Linked DNA regions of Gossypium hirsutum: region 2 is linked to region 1. A link is a contact called in public Hi-C data. All regions are on one chromosome and are shown on one strand. Each heading gives the region's core, a stretch centred on a gene start, on an enhancer-like site or on the middle of the called end of the contact. The rest is flanking DNA. Distances are from core to core; before and after follow the strand shown. Region 1 holds the start of LOC107901557 (protein ROLLING AND ERECT LEAF 2). Region 2 holds the start of LOC107901560 (60S ribosomal protein L37-1).

Region 1 (3,705 bases), core at 621-3,120:
ATTAAGCTTCTCTCCTCTCTCTAATTTCTGCTCACCTAATACCTAATCCATGGAGATTATTCGTTGCTACCTTTTTAACTGTGTTTGTTTTCATTTTTACTTTTTATCTACTACAATAATCTTTTATATAGGAATGTTATCTAATAATAGAGCTAAAAAACAAAACGAAACTGGAGTTGGCCAATGGCAAGCTGGTAAAAGTTGATTACTTGAAATTTTTATGTTGGGTAAACTACATTAATGGTCACTTTTGTTTACCTTAGGTTACATTTTAATCACTTATGTTTGAAATGTTACATTTTAGCCACTTACATTATCCTGTTGTAATATTTTAGTCACTAAGTCGTTAATTGCCGTTAACGGTGTAACAGTAAGCTAAAGTGACACGTTAAATCATCATTTCAAACAAAAAATTTAAGTTAAATTATACAATTAGTCTCCATATTTTTTCGTTTTGAGCAATTTAAAATTTTCTTTTAACATATCAAGAAGTCGAATTGACAGTGAAGAAAGAAGCATGATATGGGTTTTGGTTATAGGCAATGATGGCTTTCAACTTCCTGTTTCTTTCTTCACTGCCAATTCAACTTCCTGATATGTTAAAAGAAATGGAGAAGGTAGGAAAACAGAGGGAGAAACAGAAGAGACTGGAAAAAAAAAGAAAGAAAAGTTTAAAGAACATAAAAGAAAAAAATTAAACTACTCAAAAAGAAAAAAAAATGGGGATCGATTATATAATTTTACCTAAAATTTTTGTTTGAAATGATTATTTAACGTGCCACATCAGTTTATCATTACACCGTTAACGGCAATTAACAGATCAGTAACTAAAATGTTACAACACAATAACATAAATGGCTAAAACGTAACATTTCAAACATAAGTGACTAAAATGTAACATAAGATAAACAAAAGTGACCATGGGTGGAATTTACCATTTTATGTTTTAGTTGGATTTTCATGTTGCGGAAATTATGTATGAATTATTTTTTTAGTAAGACTTAAACTATGAAATAGTATTTAAATTATACACATTTTTGTTAAGTTGATCTTTAAATTTTGTTTTTAGTTATAAGTGATACTTAAATTATGCTCCATTACTCAAATTACTTTAAAAAATACTTTACTAATTATTTTTTGACACATGACACTTTTTAACTAATAAAATCTAAAAAAAATATTAAATATTATTTATTTAAGTTTTTTTTTAATGAAAAACTTAAAATCTATTTGTTTCTATCTTATTTTTCACACAAAAACTTCAATGAAAAAAATTGAAGAGCTCGTAGGAAAACAACTCCAAACCTAATAACCGACAAAAAAACCTTAGATTTCGAGGTTTTTTTTTGTAAACCCGGATTTAAAATTCATGTATTATTTATGTTAAAAATAGCTATCTTCATTCTTTTAGATATTACAAATCAAAGTTATCTTAAAAGAAGTATAATAAAAATAGTTTAAAATGTGCCACAAAATTCTTGAAAATTGAGAATTTAGTCTTTATATTTTTATTTTATAAAATTTAATTTCTCTATTTTTTAAATTTTAAATTTCAGGTCTAACTATTAAACATTGTTAACTTTTATTTTTTTGTTAAATTCGAGTTAATTACAAAGTCTTCTTTTAGTTACATGGCTATTAAGTGAGTTTTTTTTATTTGAAAAATATTATAGCAACAAATTTAACAAAAAAAATTAAAATTATTAATAATTGGACCTAAATTTTGAAATCTAAAAAATAAAGAGACTAAATTCTATTAAAATTTAAGTATATAGACTAAATTCTTAATTTTCGAAAAGTATAGGGACTTGTTGCATATCTTAACCATAAAAATAATATAGGGAGTAAAAGTAGAAGTAACCATATATATCAGCAATAAAACGCCGTCGTGAAACGTTATTGCTTTTTTTTTTAATAAAATAATGTGACCGTTAATTTAAAAATATAGAGAAAAGGACAGCGAGTACAAATGCATATACCCCACTCTCATCACTCTCTTTCCCTCAGCTCTGCGCTGCTCTGCTGCACTATTTGCCTTTGTCTTCTCGTTTTCTCGCTGTTCTATCCTTGGCAGTATCCCACTCTCAATATTTCTAATCCCCAAACGAAATATCTAAAGATAATAGCCGAAAGAACCACCGCGAACGGCGCAGCATTGGGTTTATTTGGCTGTCGGAGCCGGTGGTTGCTAACTGGGCCAATTGTTTCTGCTAAAAATGGGGTGTGCCCAGTCCAGAATAGAGAACGAAGAATCGGTGGTTCGATGCAAGGACCGGAAGAACTTGATGAAAGATGCGGTCGTAACTCGAAACGCCTTCGCCGCCGGTCACTCTGGGTACGCCATTTCGTTGAAGAACACCGGCGCTGCCTTGAGTGACTACGGTCATGGGGAAGCTGAAGAGCCCCTCGAAGAACAACCACGTGGGATTCCTCCACTTGACTCCACTCCTCAGCCGCCTCCTCCGCCTCCTATGATGGACAACCTTCCTCCACCTCCTCCGCTTCCTAACTTCTCCCCTAGCCCCGTCGCTCCCATCAAACGCGCCCTCAGCATGCCAGAAATGCCCATCAAGAGTCGCAAGGAGTTCGATTCTTCTCTCGCTATTGAAGAAGAAGAAGAAGAAGAAGAAAATCATGTAGAAAACGAGGTGCTTGAAAAAAATCATAATGAAGGTCTCAGGAAAGACTCACGAGGGCATAATAGGGAAGATATGACGGCGTCGACATCGGAGAACAACAATGTGACCCACCACCCGCCGCCGATGCCGGAAGCTAAACACATGGCTTGGGATTACTTCTTTATGGTCGACAATAACATGCCGGGTCCGAGCTTGGATTTGGACAACAATGACAACGAGACCGAGGGTAGAAATGCTGAACCTTTCGCTAACAATGTGGGTGGTGTGGGGTTTAATAGCCATGGCGGAGCCGATAGTGAGATTGAGCCCAAGACTCCGGAGAGGCCGGAGAAGGTGGCGGTGGAGGATGATGTGAAGGGGAAACAACAGGTACAGATGGAGCATTCGAAAACGGCTCCGGCAGATTTCATGCGAATGGTGAAGACCGTTTCTAGTGTGAATTTGATGCTGGTTTTGAATGAGATTGATGACCATTTCTTGAAATGCTCAGAGAGTGCTCAAGAGGTTTCTAAGATGCTGGAGGCTACCAGGTTGCATTATCATTCCAATTTTGCTGATAATCGAGGTAACCTGCTTGCTTTTCTAAGTTGCCTAATATGTTTTGATTGTGACAGTTTAGGTTTTCCCTGTTTCCTGTTCTGCACCTAGTTGAATTTCATAAATTTAGGTTTTCACTGCAATTTTATGTGAACGACTGTTTGGATCTGGGGGAAACTTTTCTTTTTTGTATTTTTAAATGATTTAATGGACTTTTTGTGTAAAGTGGTGTCTTTGCATTTAGATCTTGTTGTGCTTTACCTTTATGTTTTAATCTGGCCTTGACCTTACATCTTTATACTTTATTCTTTACCACAAAACAAAGCTGCTATTTTTTATCGAGTAAAATGGAATAGTTGAAATGATCTCAAAGTTATTAATTTTTTGTGCAGATCTTGTCCTGCAATTTGTAGTTGCAATTAGAAAGAGAATTGCTTTATCTTTAATGTAATGATCTCACTGATCGTAGGACATATTGATCATTCCGCGAGGGTAATGCGTGTCATTACATGGAATAGTTCTTTCAGAG
Region 2 (3,423 bases), core at 564-3,063, 330 kb before region 1:
CTTCTAGTTTGTGTAAATTCAGAAATCTCAAAAACAAAACACCAAAACCAACTTAAGATGCAGCAACAGCTGCCTTCTTCCTTGGAGTTGCTTGAGTGCCTGCCAACAAATTCAACAATAATACATCACTATATATATTATTCAACAAACACGTTTTCGTTTGATTCAATCAGGAAACTCAAAAGTACCTTCTCTAAATTCAGTTTTGAACCTTCGGGGCACATGACGGAGGTACCTCATGCGGCCTGTCCCAGTCGTCTTTCTTCTAATAGCCTTCACACTCCAGTTATCTAAACCCAGAAACACAAAGCCAATTCAACAAATAACTCCACCAAGCTTATATTACCATTAATTAAAGTTCCATAGTTCAGCAAACAAAATTGACTGAAACAAATATATCAGCAACAAATCCAGGATGCTATCTTCAACAACAATTACATAAAAAGATTGCTTGACATTGTAATTTTTACCCAAAACTTATACTAGAACCACGATATGAAAGATAAAGGATGTGAGTCTTAGACTGAAAAACTGCAAGGAGAATCAATTTTAAGTGTGCTCAATAAGAACAGAAAATGAGATGAAAAAATATGAAAAGTGACCATTTTCATCCCATGCATAAAAAATATCATTCCAACTTGAAATGATAAGAACAGAGAAAATAAGAGATATAAGTTAAGTGTGCATATTAACAGCACTGCATTTTCTTTGAAATTTTCATTTTCTTTTCTTTCATGCAATTGATGGAAAAGAAATTTTCCTTACCATTATTGCATCTTTCCAATCAAGCACACCAATTAGACCTATCAATTGGGCAGAATGTGTCATCAGATCATTCTGAATCAGGTCAACTCGGGTTTTACAACTTTTGGTTCATTTCAGGCCATGCCAATTTTAAGTTTGGGTCATTTCAGATTTGGATCATTTCAGGGTATGGGTATGGGCTTGGGTTTCCAGTGGTCCAGCCATTACAGGTTTGAATATTTTAAGTTCTAGTCACTTCAAATTCTGGTCAATTCGAGTTCCGGTTGTTGACTTTGGTCAAATTGGATTTGAATTTTAGTTGTTCAAGTTGGTTTTCAGGTTCAGGTATAACACCAATGAATTTTTTATCTTCCTTTTTTCTCCTACTTCATTTTTCCAACTTTCTACCTAATCAACCAAAGCCTGAGAGAATGAATATAGAAAAATGCCAACAGTTTGCATTCTGTTAAAATAAAAATCAAGAATACAGATAAACCATAAATTTAATGGGATGATCGATTCTCGTGAATTCTTCAATTTTTTTAAGAACCTTCTCTAAGGTCACCTAAACAAACTACAATCCAGAAATTATTAAAATATAAAATGATTCAATTCAACATGCAAAAGAAAACATACATTTTCGGATGCGGCTGGCAGGGTAGCCACAAGCACCGCAACGGCTCTTCTGGAGATGGAAGCTACGGCGTCCACATCGAACGCAAAGTGTGTGGGTCTTATTCCTTCGCTTTCCAAAGCTTCCAGTTCCTTTTCCCTAAAAAATATTCAAAATTTAGAGTGAATTTTAGATCCTTCATTAACATGACCAAAAAAAGGGAGAATTAATACACAATAATAATTTATAATACCATTTCTTCTGTCGCAGCTGCTAACAAGAACCCTAGAACTGTGCGGGGATTGAGGGAAAAGTTTTTGAGGAAAATTAGGTTTATGAATCTAAGAAATATATATGTTGATTTTCTGAATATGGGTTCTTAGGGTTCCATTTTAGGGTTGGATTTGGGCTTTTTATTATTATTATGTAGGAAAAATTAATGGATTGTAGTTTCATGATTCAACCCAAATTCTTATTCTCCAATTACTCTTGGAGAGAAATTTGCTGGTTAAAATATGCCATAGCTCCCTATCCTATTTATAAATTTGAAATTTAGTCCTTTTACTTTTTAGATTTCAAAAATCAAATCTAATTGTTAATATTATTAATATTTTTTGTTAAATTTGTTATTGTGATATTTTGAAATTAAAAAAAAACCACAATTAAAAAAAACCACTATGAAGCCATGTAACTAAAAAAATAATGTTGTAATGAACATAAACTTAACAAAATAATTTTAACAGTGTTAGCAGTTGAGCTTGAATTTAGAATTCTAAAAAAAATAGACTAAATTCTTAAAAATAAAATTACATGAGCTAATTTCTAAATTTACGGAGAGTGCAAGAATTTATGACATAGTAACCAATTTTGTTAAGACATAATTGGAACTTTTTGTTGTTAGATTGTTTACTTGGCCATTATGTGTTGATGGATAAGGTTGGGCTGTATTAATGTATGGTAATAACATTATTTAAATTCACTTCTATTTATAAATGATTAGATTGGTTTCAAGATCAAGCTATTTGCTCAAATCTAAAGGTCCATTCAAAATTTAGGAGGATTTGGATAAAATTACTAGGTTCGAAAAATGAGTTTAGCAAAAAAAACTCATTTAAAATATGGGTTAGGCTCGGGCCTTAAATGTTTGAGCCCAATCTTGACTCAGACCAACTCGTTAATCCAAGTCTTTAATATATTATATTGGGTTAATTTTATATGTATTATGTAATTTATAAAATATAAAAATTAATTTTATAGTAATAAGTAATACTATAATGTAAAGATCAAAAAATATTAAGCTGACTATATATAAAAAATTTTATAATTAAAAAAAATAAATCTATTAAATATTAAATTTAAAATAATATAATTTACCTTTTAAAAAATGTATAAAATGGACTTGGGTTAGCTACCTATAAATATGAGTGGGCTTAGGTAATAATTTAGGTTCATATTTAGAGTTGGGTCAAGTTTTGATAAGCACAAAGTAAGTTAATATTATACTTAAGCTTAACTTGAACTCAGTCCAACTAGGCCCATGAACACCTCTATAAATGATTAATCTAAACTCATTTAAGTTCATTTATATATATATATATTAAAATGTTTATATAGAAGTTTTTATTTAATATTTAATAATTTTATATAATTATGTTTTTATTAAATTTTGGAAGCATAATTTAACATATATTTTTAATATTTACATTATAGTATTATGTGTTAATATATATTTTACCCTTTGAATTTGACCTCCTCACCTCTTGTCAAGTAAATTTCAAAGACGAAATTTCTTAAAGGGGAAGAATTATAAAGATTCGATTTCTAGCAATGTTGAAAAATACAGTTTCGAGACTGTAAATATCAAACCGAGTCCGTAAATATTAAATAGGGATATTTACAAAGTTGATATTCATATGAATAGAAATTTTGATAGTAAATTTAGCCAAAATTGTGTTTAATTGAGGTCAAGGAAGTAAATTGTAAAAGTCCAATCGCTATAGATTTTCAATTAGGAAATGACTTAGGGACTTAAATTGCAATTATCAAAATGGTCAAAATGGTTAATA

The links. A called contact is a pair of places that touch in the nucleus more often than the background predicts.
Region 2: a Hi-C map of leaf shows a contact between it and region 1, with 1.7 times the contacts expected there. The contact joins the promoter of LOC107901560 here to the promoter of LOC107901557 in region 1. A contact is called at or near these places in 10 of 34 Hi-C or Micro-C datasets (callus, leaf and seedling).

Annotation. Positions count from the first base shown.
Region 1 is chrD06:21,415,447-21,419,151 of Gossypium_hirsutum_v2.1, reverse strand. It overlaps LOC107901557 (protein ROLLING AND ERECT LEAF 2), which reads left to right and starts at 1,870. Exons shown (of 4, transcript XM_016827612.2): 1 at 1,870-3,204; 2 at 3,646-3,705. The coding sequence starts at 2,217.
Region 2 is chrD06:21,745,179-21,748,601 of Gossypium_hirsutum_v2.1, reverse strand. It overlaps LOC107901560 (60S ribosomal protein L37-1), which reads right to left and starts at 1,813. Exons shown (of 4, transcript XM_016827616.2): 1 at 1,611-1,813; 2 at 1,381-1,516; 3 at 189-290; 4 at 1-99. The coding sequence starts at 1,613. The coding sequence ends at 53.